Linked DNA regions of Mus musculus: all the other regions are linked to region 1. The links are chromatin contacts, called in public Micro-C maps. All regions are on one chromosome and are shown on one strand. Each heading gives the region's core, a stretch centred on a gene start, on an enhancer-like site or on the middle of the called end of the contact. The rest is flanking DNA. Distances are from core to core; before and after follow the strand shown. Region 1 holds the start of Cacna1d (calcium channel, voltage-dependent, L type, alpha 1D subunit). Region 2 holds the start of Mustn1 (musculoskeletal, embryonic nuclear protein 1). Region 3 holds the start of Cacna2d3 (calcium channel, voltage-dependent, alpha2/delta subunit 3).

Region 1 (3,811 bases), core at 377-2,876:
AAGGGGAGGGCATGGGATGGAGGGTGTCCCTTCATGTATAGAGCTCGCCTCACTGTGGGTCTGGTCATTCCTTGGAAGATGGACATTGGGCCACCATCACCTCTGCTGAAGCAGATGTCAAAGTGAGAGTGGTGTCAGAGGTTGGAAATCGGGCGTTTGCAAAACCAATTATCACTAAGTAAAGAGTCAAAGCAAGCACAGGTCTCCTGCCCTACTGTCCTTAAGCCTGGGACAGAGCAAAGCAGGCAGGTGGCACTCAATCTGAGATCAGGGACTAGTTTTGCCAAGCGGTTCCTTTGAGAAGCGCTCACCGGAAAAGGCTTCAAGAAAACCAGGGCTGGGAAATGCTAACGACCTCCATGAAGGGAACCTGGCCAAAAGCACCCCAGCCTTCTTAGACCCGGCCCCCGCTGGTGTGGAAACTGCACGTGGTGAGTTGCAGAGCCCCACAGCGGCAGCAACTCTCTGGGCATTGCTAGGTTACCGACGTGTGCACAGGAGGCACAGGGAGCGGGAATACACGCTCCACCCGACCCTGTTCCCTCAGATCCCAAGACCCGGGGCTTCTCCCATGAGATGATGGGACCAAGCGACCCAAGGGGTAAACCTGGAACAGTCCTAGAATTTTCCTGATGCTACTAAGGACCTTCTTCTTAGTCAACCAGAGGCGCGGGAGATAGGGGGAGGCTGGAAAAAGGGTTCAGGCTGAAGACTAACACCTCCTCTTCCATCGCTCAGGGGCGATGAAAGAGGAAAGTTGAGCCCGAGCACACTGAACCCGGATCACCTCACTCTTGCCCCTTGGCTCCACAGTACTCCACACACACCCAAATGGCCGCCCCCACCCCAGCAAATGCAGAATTAACTGACATTCACGGCCTGAAGAGGAGAACGGAGTAGCTGCCGCGCATCACCCCTTTCTATGTAGATGACACCAAGCCAAAAGCATCATTTCCAACCCCCTCAACCCACCCAACGCATCGGAGATGGGGGGTTGGGGGTGGGAAGAGTAGGATCATGATAGGATGAGGTTTGGCAGCGGGTACCCAAGCTCAGGCTGCTCACCGTTCGCATGGTCCTCTTGGTGCTGCCGTTGATGTTGCATTTTTTTCATCATCATCATCATCATCATCCACGAACATTTATTGAGCGCCTACTGTGTGCAGGGCACTATGCTCAGGGTTAGGGAGGGGGAGGAACGGATATGGGAGGTTACGGATAGGTAGGAGCCGCGGTCCCTGCCCTTATTTTCGCTTCAGCAGGGGGTGGGGAAGGACAGAGACAAATAACCAAAAATAAAGATAATTTATAAAAACCGCCTGCCACCCACGCTCCTTCTTTTTTTTTTGAAAAATGGAGCAAAATAAACTTTTTGTAAAAAATAAAATCAGATGTATATATTATCTTAGTAATATATACATGTAATTTTTTATTTTTTTTATTTTTTTTTACTGCAAAGGAGAATTGGCTTGGTCCCCTCCTCTAGCGGAGGGACACCGTGGTGGTGCCCGCCCGGCCTGCCGGGCCGCTCGGCGCGCCCCCCATGCCGCCCGTCCGCCCGCCCGCCGCGGTGCCCGGTGCCCCGCCGCCGCCGCCGCCGCCCGCGCCGCCGCTGGCTCGGGACCGCGGGCAGCCGGAGCTCACATCCGGGGACGGAGGCGCTCGCCCGCCCGCCCGCCCGCCCGCTCCGCGCCCGCCGCGCCGCGCTGCACGCCGGCTTCGCCCTGGCGACGCTGCGCGCCCGCCGCCGCCGTCCCCCGCCCTCCCCCGCGCGCCCGGGCCTCCCACCGGCCGCGCCGCGCCCCAGCTGCCCGCCTGCGGCCCACGCGCCCCCCGGACTCCACGGCGCGCGACTCGGACGCCGCCACCCCCAGGCTGGCGCGGCTGACCGAGGGTTAAGTGCGCTGCGGCCGCCGACAGCCCGGTTAACCCCCTCGGCGCCGCCGCGCGGGCGCCCCTTCCCCGAGCCAGGCCCGTGGGGCCCCGTGCCTGCTGCTAGGGGCGCCGATGCGCCGCTCCTCTACACGGCGTCCCCAAGCGGAGGCTGCTGGGGTCCCCTGGGGTCCGCTGGGCTGGCTCTGGTGGCCTTCGCACTCTCACACCTGGGGGAGGCCCCGCCCCCCTCCCCCCAGGAACCCAGGTGCCCGCAGGCGATCGCTGCTGCTGCAGCATCAAAGCTCAGGGTTCGAGGGCTCTGCTTGGACTGGACAGGCGTCCCCCAGCTCTTACACCGTTTCTTCCAGTTTAGAGGTGCAAAGAGATGGGGGGCTTGTTCTTTGGGGAGCACTGACTGTCCTCAGAGATCTGCCCTCAGCCCTGAATCCCGTCCTCCCTCCCTTATGCATACGTGGCGGTGGGCTCCCTCCCTCTCGCCATCACCTCCACGTGTATTTGGAGACAGGTACAGAGAAGTAACAGCCAAGGTCTTTCAAACTGCTAGTGTGGAGAGGTAGACTGTGCAGCTCAAATTGATGACTCGTTTAGGAATTAATACTTTTTTTTGTACCTTCTCGGCCTCCTGTTTGTAGTGGGGGAGGTCTACAGGCCCCAGCTCCGTCTGGAGGGGGAAATACTGTATCTAGTGGATGACTGATATTTTTCATTTAGCTTTGTGCTGGCTGTTGGGAAAAGGCGTCTGCTTTGTTACTTTGCAGGATTCGATTTATTTGCCTTTGTTCGGATCTGCTTGTTCCTACGGAGTTTTAGAACGTTTGAGAACAGTGTCTTTAAAGCAAAAGGCTCAGCGTGAATTAAGAAAATAAATGTTTCTGGGAAGGTGCTCCTTGCTCAAAGAGGACACACCGAGCATCTCTGATTGTTGCAGGGGGGATCCACCTGGGAAGAATGACTCTCCAGGGGTCTTCCTGAGAGAGGGGTGTCTAGTTAGGATAGAGGAAAACAACCATGCTTGCCTGCTTTTTCACTTGGCTCTTTGGAGAGTGGCAGGATTGGGAAGCAGCCTGTGGCCTGTGTAAAAGAAAGCTGGTCTGAGCAACCTCACCTGTGCTGGTGCTTAGCTGAAATCAAAAAGGATGCAAGAACATATCCTTTGATAGGTCAGATTTGCAAGGAAGCACGTGTGTCACTATCAGAATTCCAGGTCTATAGCTTATCCTCTGGAGACTTCTACAGAAAATGCCTTGCTAACACTGGCCCATTGTCCGATTTAGTTCAGCCAACACTGAACAGGCATCTGTTAAGCGCAGTTGTCTAGGCTAGGAGTTACCAATTTTGATCTGTGTGCACAGTCCCTTCCTCAAGGGCAAACCATCTACTGGAAGAAGCAGAAGCTGGGCTATACCAAGTGTAGGAAGCACTATGCAAGGGTGCTCTGGAGCCCTGGAATTGAAGGGCTCTGAGAAGTCTTCCCAGTTCTGTTAACCGCTTAACTAAGCGGGGAGAAGAGACAACCACAGGGCAATGAAGCTATTCTGTATGTCACCATAATGATGGACCTAGAGCATTATTTGATTGTCAGAGGCCATAGACCTGTGCTCCACAAAGGTGAACCGTGATATAAACTGTGGACGGAAGTTAACAATAACCCATTGCTACTGTTTCAACAAATATACCACACCAAGCCAAGATGTAATCATAAGAAAAACTGCTGGAGACATGTACCTTCTATGTAAATTCCCTGTAAACCTAAAACTTTGTTTCTATTAAAAAGGGGGGCTGATTTAATAGGGCAGGAAGAATGGAGGCACAAAAGAGATTAATGTGTGGGTGGCATCTGTTTGAAAATCAACGGGTGCACAGGTAACATGGAATCCTGCACTCCTCTGCAGTGGGAACCAGTGACGGGGTTTTA
Region 2 (3,760 bases), core at 929-3,428, 530 kb after region 1:
CCAAGCTGCTCTTGGTAGAAGCTTGCCAGCCACGGTGAAGAATGAGGTTTTTTTGTTTTTGTTTTTGTTTTTGTTTTTTTTTTGTAACTAACAGAAATAAACCAATGAGAGAGAGCTGACACCTAACTCGGAGACATGGTGGTTGCTTTTTTATTTCCTTTACCTGTTGGTGGGAGTTTGGGAAAGGCAGCGGTGAATGGTGAGCTCCCGTGTGGCAGTGGTCCGGAAGGTGTGTGAGGTGAGACTCTGTGCCCCTCAGCCCTGGGGCATGTTGGGAGCAACCTCCTGCCTCAGATGTTAAACTGTGAACTCCCGAGCACCAAAGGAGTCGTGGGTTCATGTCACCTCTCCTGCCTCCTTTCTTGGGGAAAACAAAAAGATTCAAGTTCAAGTTGTAACTTCTCTTTGGCAGTATAGGCCTGCTGGCTACAGCTCAGGATGCACATCTGAAAGGTGCCCCAAGACCTTGAAGGAGCAGACCCAGACTGTCCCTCCTGCCAGGCAGCAAACCTTATAGGATGTAACCTAGTCTTGTTTTGTTTCTGTTTTTTTAAGACAGTTTTACTGTGTGGTCCTGGCTGTCCTGGACCTAGCTCTGTGGATCAGGCTGGGCTCATACCCAAAGATCTGCCTGCGTCTGCCTCCCAAGTGCTGAGATTAAAGGTGTTCTCCACTCACCCCCCGACCCCCGAAGTGAGCTAACTCTTAAATGAAGATTTCCACAACTTTCAATGGGAGACTTGTTCATAGTGCGGGGCCTGTGGTCAGCCTTGCTTTGAACACCCTGAGTCCTGAGTGGGTGAGTGGATTGGTTGGTGGACTGGTTGCCTGGTTTAGTTCTAAATTTTTCTTTTCCTGGGTTTACTTAGAAGTCAGACCTATGAGTGACTTCAGCTGCCAATCAAGGCTGTGTACGCAGTCATGAGTCACAGAAACCATCCCACCTCAGCTGCCAGTGACACTTAAGCATGGTGTCATGCATGGGTCACAAAACCACATTTTTTAGATGAAAGAGAAGATGGTGTACTTCCATTGTAAACTGGTTTACAGTAAATTTTCACATCTTATTATATAAAAGAAGAAAAAGGAGGAAAAAACCCAGCACTTTTGTGGTCGTTGGTTGTGTGCCCTGTGCCCTGTAACTCACAACCAACTCAACGGGTTAATAAACCTGATGGCTTGGCTGCAGTGGGCTCAGAGTCTGCGATGAAAGGAGCCTAGCGTGGTCTAGCCATCATCCTGATGAGCCTAACCCGCTTTTCCTCCTGGGTCGTGAGAGCTGGGCATCCCTTATCCTTGTCCTAGTCAGCCAGCTGTGGGTACTCCTCACAAGGCATGGCCTGGCCTCCCCTTGGAATCATGGGTATTGCTCAGGTCCCTGCGTATAGACCTGATGGTGCACACACTGACCTACTGGGAGCCAGGCCCAGAACCAAGAATGGGATAGAGTTCGAGGCACAACAGCTATGGAATGACATTTAGGATGACTGTTAGTGCCTGGTTGAATTTCATCTGCCTGGTGCCTTCAGGGATAAACACAATGTCCATTGTAGACGGGAGGGAGTGGAGAGAAGTCTAAGACAAACCTCCAACCCACATCTACCACAGCCCACCTCAGGCTTAGGGTCCCTGCATTGCCACCAGTGATCTTTCCATGCAAAGATGAAGTTAGTGGTGGGTGCTAAATGATTTTCCAAGGGAGCTCTACTCTTTACTACAGCTTAATAGCTGAAGTGGCATTCACCCCAGCCCTCTAAAGTCCTGCCAGCCAGCTTCCAAGTGTCCATCTTAGACAGAAGCCCTCTATAGGCCTTTACTAGCAAGCATGGTCTCCTCCGGGCCTATACTGTACCTTGCTTTGTCTCTTTATTAAACTTGTCCCAGGGCTGGCTAGAGGACCAGGACACCAACAAGACTGTGATATGGCAGCTCCACAGGGTCTCGGCCTTCCTGGCTACTCACTCTGAGTTGGCTGTGCTCACCATGAGGAAGTGTTTCCAAGCAACAGAAAGGAAGTTTCTCCCCTGCTAATGTGCTGGGATGGAAAATCTATTTCCAGTGGAATCCAGGAGTAGAAGAGAAAGCTAAACAAACTCAGAGCATCCACCCTTGTTCAGGGCCCTCCCTCTCCTCAGAGACTTCCCCTCCCACCCCTGCCACTGGGATGGGTTCTTGCAGTCAGCCTGGGCAGGCTGTCTCACACATTCCAGGGTTCACATTCATAAACACAGTCTGTGAACAACAGTGCCAACACCTCCCACCGTCGAGTAAGCAGCTGTCCCCAGAGATGCGGGGTCCCCGCGGCCATCTCCTCTCACCAGGGCAGCTGCCCATCATCGCCAAGAATAAACTCCAGCTAGTCGCTGCGTGGATCTGAATCATCTGAGAGCTTCCAAAGGAGGGGAGTGACTACCCAGGACGCACAAGCAGACTATATAAGTTCCCAAGGGTTGGGCCTCACGCAGATCCTTTCCTGTGGCTACTGCCTGCCAGAGAGCTACCAACAGCGAGCTTGCTTGGCATCCAACATGTCCGAGGTAAGGAGGCCCAGAAGGGACTAGTTGGTGCCAAGGAAGTTGCGAGGGCAAGGCTGGACACTAAGTAGTAGTGCCTGCTCTGAAGTAAAAGCCAAAGCTAAACAGAAGCACCGTGGCCCTTCCAGGCTGGCCTCTGGACACCCTGGGTCTCACCAGGCTCTGGTGAAAGGCCTTGACACTTCAGGCGTGTGAGGGGTTGGAGGTGGGGAGTGCCTATATAGAACTGTGCGCCTTTGTATGGAGATGAGGGAGCTAGCCTTGCTGGCTTAGTGTGTCCTGATGTGTACACATTTGTAATCTGGAGGAAGGATGAGGGGCGGAGACTGTACCTATAGATCTGTCTGTCTCCCTGTGAGGGTGTGTCTGCAGGCCTGCGTTTCCCTGGGAGCTCAGCCCAGGCTGAGTGAGGGAATCCTTGCACCTGCCTGCAGGGCTTAAGAAGGAATCAGGTGTCAGCCTCACAGGCGCCCGCCCGGGTGGTAGAGAAGGGTGAGCACTAAATCTGGCTTTCCCGGCTCTACTGGGCAAGAACAACAAGGTCATCCTTGCTCCTTTCTCCATGGCTGTCTACCCCGATCCCTCCCCAAACACAGTAAACATCAGTGGTTTTGTTTTAGGGAAAGGGGGGAGGGGCAGTCTTACGGACTTCACCACCTCTGTGAACAGATCTTAGAATTCCTGAGATTACCAAGGGCTCCTCAGTCTTAGAGTTCATCTTTTTGCTCTCCGCCCTTGTGTCCAGTCCTGAACTCGGCCTGACAAACAGGCCAGTGTGAGGATGCAGTGGTCACCACCCCCAGGAGTTCCCTCCCTGTCTGTGGGGAAAGGTCAGATGTCCAAGTCAGGCTAAGAAGGCAGGGAGGTGGCGGGGAACTTGCAGTTGGGAGAGGAGTGAGCTTTGAATCGGCTTAATTCGGAAGCCTGGGAAGGAGGAGCCCCCGCCAAAGTTGGGGGGTCTTCATCTCAAGGCATTGAATTGTAAGGCTCTCGACTTTTCCAAGGCTGGCACTCCTGAAGGCCCCATCAAGAAGAAGCGGCCCCCTGTGAAGGAAGAAGACCTGAAGGGGGCCCGAGGGACCCTGGCCAAGAACCAGGACATCAAGTCTAAGACATACCAGGTCATGCGGGACTACGGTGAGTGTCCCCCGGGCATGTGGTAGAATTGGAGACACAAGCATCCCCCGGTGGTAGCTAAGAGGTGTTGAGGGTCTCTGGGCATAGGA
Region 3 (3,681 bases), core at 1,099-3,598, 630 kb before region 1:
AAGGCTGGACCAAATTAAAAGAATACCAGGGAGAAAGGCCATTCTTAAAAAAAAAAAAAAGAGGAAGGTAGCAGGTATGTAAATGGCTGTCTTCCATCAAGGCAGGCCAATGCATCAAGTTTTATCACTGACTACATTTCAGTGAACTTCTTCCCAGCCTGAAGGTGAACAATCTTCCCTATGGCTTGAAGGATTCAATGCCTGGCATTTTTTTTTTTCCAGCACACCTTGCTATCCTATTATTGGACAATGCCTTATTATAATATTTGAATTTCGTGTGGCAAACAGTGTCATATAATGCCCCGCAATGCTACTCTCTGAAACGGAATGCCATAAATAAAATATGGACTTGGTTACCAGGCAGCATGCGCAACACATATGGTACATTGGCCCGAAAAACACATTTTAAAATGCTTAAAAGTTAACTTAACAATTTAAGCTCTTTATACCCAGTCTCTGAGAATTGTCCCCTAAAGGCCAATCTTATTTTCTATTGTCAGGAGAATATCTGGATTAATTTGGTTCGTTTACTAGCTTGAAATTCTTTTCACCCGCTCTGGTCTCCACCCTCACCCACCCACCCACCAGCTCATTCTTTATCTTAAAGGGGATAAAGAGGGCCATATATCTCAAGATGTAATTTTAAGCTTTATGCTGCCTATTTGAATTAAAACTGATGCAACTCCTGATACCAGCCTAATAATCAATTCTCCATTCTCATTACTTTACAGAAATATATGGACGCAGACCAATTTCCTAAGTTTGTGGACCACTCTCAGAGCTTATTACCCGGCAGTGCAGCTGAGTGGAAAGATAACCACATCCATTCGCCTTATCTGTAATGATGCAATGCACCCCAGCCCTGGGTCTAGATGATTGGGGAATAATGGGATTGTAGGACTGCAGGGATGACAAACAAAGCTGCTGGTATCTCGCCAATACACTGAACCCTATGACTCCCGAGCAAGGTGGAGGCTCCGAAAACAGACGCTGCCCGCCGGATTCTGCCCCTTGGAAGAAGTTAGCATCTTTTGGCCAGGGAAGCATCTGCTCTCGCACTGAGACAGCAATACCAACAACTGCGAGAAGAGCCATGCAAACACACTGTTTCCGAGCCCCAGCCAGGACAGTGCGAGTGAGTATCCTGCTTTTCTTTGTGTTTGGAATCAAGTGTCATCTAAAAATAACCGGTTGGTAGGGAGAAGTCACTGCACAGTACAATGCCAAGAACGGGAGATCAGAGACTACTCTGATAACTGATGCAGCTCTGGGCTCACGTTTGTTTGGAAAAACTAAATCTGCCTCCATTTTCTGTGCTAGAAAAATCATCGCTGTCTGTCACCACAGAAACCTTACCTTTTGCAGAAGCTGGGAGCCCGAGTACTTGGCAGCGATGGATTTTATCTCCCCACCAAAAGCGGAGGCCCACAGCTTCACTCTATGGGGAGAAAAGAGCAGAGGGAAGAAATGTAATACCAGTGTCACCGTCACACACGCGCACACACCGGGCTGTGGCTGAAAGAGCAGGGCGATAGAACATTAAAGGAAAAAGGAAAGAAAGATTAAAAAAAAAAAAAAAAAAAAAAACTCTCTCTTACAAACTACCCGCACCAAGATGTAGAGCGCAGCGCGGGATGGGGTCCGGGGTCACCGGAGTTCAGAAGGTGTAAAGCCTGGCTCTCTAAGAAGACCACGGGCTTTCATAGAAACAATTGCCTGGTTACTTAAACACCTAAAATGAGCATCACCTGGCAAATACTACTCTGAAGAAATCCACCCATCCCCACCCCCACCCCACTTCCCGGAAAAGTAGGATGGCAAGGTAGCAGAAAAGGGGACCATTAAACAGCCCGTGGAAGTTGCAGTCTGTAAACAGGCTCTAAACTTGGCGCTGTCACTTGAGGTGAACCTCTCCAGGTCTTACTCCCCAGCCCCAGGGAAAGGGCGAGAAGGTTCCACCCTAGTCTCCCGCCACTGGGTGCTGATGCTGAGAGGCAGGTGCAAGAGGCGAGGCCCGCACCCGCCGTGGGTCCTGCCCAGCCGCACCTGCAGGCGCCCAAACTTGGGCGCCCCGGGTCTCTCTCGGGCGCTAGCCGCCCCTCCCGGGGAGTCCCAACACCAGGCACTTACACGGAGAGCGGGATCTGCTGCTCGGAGCGCACCACGTCCCCCAGAGCGGCGTAGAGAAGCGCGGTGGCTAGGAGCGCCGAGGCCCCCCGGGACGCGCAGCACAGCGAGCCCGGCCCGGCCATCCTGGCGGCGGCGGCGGCGGCGGCGACTGGAGCGGCCGCGGAGAGCTGCGCCGGGCGGGCGGTGGGCGAGCGCGCTGGGCTGCCTGCTCCGCCGCGCGCCGCCCCTCCTGCCTCTCGCGCGCCCGGCTCACTTGGGGAGCAGGGGGGGGGGGGAAGCAGCGGGGTACGGGGGGAGGGGAGGGGAGGGCGGAGAGGAGGCGGGAGGGAGCACTGGGGAGTAGGCAGGCGCGGGAGGAGGGAGCGAGACGCGCCTCTTGCCGCGGCAGCTGCCCAGCCCCGCCTCGGCGGCCCCGGGGAGTCCGGCGAGCCGCGGCGGGAGGGCGGGAGGCGCCTCGCGGGCGGAGACTCGCAAACTCAAGTGTCCTTGGCCGCCACGGCTCGTGCCTCGCCCGGTCCGGCCCACTGCGGCCGCTGAGTTCTTTACAACTCCGCAGTCCGCCGCCACGGGCGCGACTCTCGGGTGGCCCCGGGCGGTCCCCAGGCCCTGGCGACCGGAGCGGAATGGGGGTGGGCGGCTCGGGAGCGAGGCCGAGGACCCCGATGCTCCACACTTTGCCAGTAGTTGATCTGGTCAGGAGCCCCGGGGACTGGTCAGGGGCGTTGTGGTGGGGGGCTGCGGAGCCTAGAGGTGGTGCGACCCCCTCCCGATTCCCCTCACGGTTCCTTGGGAAGAGGCAGAAGTCTGGAAGAAGCCAGCGGGCGGCGGCAGCGGCAGTGGACCGGCTCGTATAGCGGCAGAACGGGCTGGGGATGGGACAAGGGGGTCGGGTTCTAGGGAGTGCACCGCGGCGTGGCCGCCCATCGCTGCTCCACCGCCGCGGCGACTGGAGGAAAGCGCGGAGGGTGGCGCTGCAGTCGCGGCGCGGGCACCCGGCGGCCGCACAGCTACCGCTGGCGTTCCGGACCACGGGCCGGGGTGCTTTCAAGCCTACTGAAGCTCGGGGTCCGGGGTCCGCACTGCTACACGGTGCACCCAGGGACCAGGATGCCCGGGCGGGAAAGGAAGCAAACGCAGCGGAAAGTCCAACCTGACCGGCAGACACCCTTAATTCTGCGGGGGGAGGAGGGGGGTTCAGATTGCTCCGAGCACGGAGGTTCCGCACACCAGCCCCCGCCCGGGAAGAGGCAGCTGAGCGCGGGCGAGGCTTCTGAATACCCACAGGGAAAGCCCCAGGATGTCTCTTTTGCCGCGGCCCCACCCTTAGAAAAACCTTGTCCCCCATCCTCGTTCAAGCTCTAGGGTGTGACTAGGAACTTTGTGGAGCCCTCGCGCGGGCTGACGGTAAAGACCCGAGTGAGGCTGAGTCATCCTCGCCTGGCGGAGCAAACTCGGGCGACCTGGGGCAGCCGTGCGCTCCTGACCTCGCCTAGTCTCCGAACGCGCCCCCGCCGCCTCGGTTCTCCTTATGTGCATGTATTTCCGCCTCTG

What was found. A called contact is a pair of places that touch in the nucleus more often than the background predicts.
Region 2: a Micro-C map of embryonic stem cells shows a contact between it and region 1, with 1.8 times the contacts expected there. The contact joins the promoter of Mustn1 here to the promoter of Cacna1d in region 1. A contact is called at or near these places in 2 of 39 promoter capture datasets (the C10 cell line and neutrophils), 1 of 484 Hi-C or Micro-C datasets (embryonic stem cells) and 1 of 9 other capture datasets (liver).
Region 3: a Micro-C map of embryonic stem cells shows a contact between it and region 1, with 10 times the contacts expected there. The contact joins the promoter of Cacna2d3 here to the promoter of Cacna1d in region 1. A contact is called at or near these places in 1 of 39 promoter capture datasets (hippocampal neurons), 5 of 484 Hi-C or Micro-C datasets (all in embryonic stem cells) and 2 of 115 datasets of contacts at active chromatin or transcription factors (both in embryonic stem cells).

The regions. Positions count from the first base shown.
Region 1 is chr14:30,351,860-30,355,670 of GRCm38.p6, forward strand. Cacna1d (calcium channel, voltage-dependent, L type, alpha 1D subunit) reads right to left here and starts at 1,627. Exons shown (of 47, transcript NM_001083616.2): 1 at 1,066-1,627. The coding sequence starts at 1,132.
Region 2 is chr14:30,877,079-30,880,838 of GRCm38.p6, forward strand. It overlaps Mustn1 (musculoskeletal, embryonic nuclear protein 1), which reads left to right and starts at 2,179. Exons shown (of 3, transcript NM_181390.3): 1 at 2,179-2,537; 2 at 3,539-3,671. The coding sequence starts at 2,529. It overlaps Stimate (STIM activating enhancer), which reads left to right. Exons shown (of 8, transcript NM_028839.4): 8 at 1-132.
Region 3 is chr14:29,719,516-29,723,196 of GRCm38.p6, forward strand. Cacna2d3 (calcium channel, voltage-dependent, alpha2/delta subunit 3) reads right to left here and starts at 2,349. Exons shown (of 38, transcript NM_009785.1): 1 at 2,131-2,349; 2 at 1,357-1,438. The coding sequence starts at 2,252.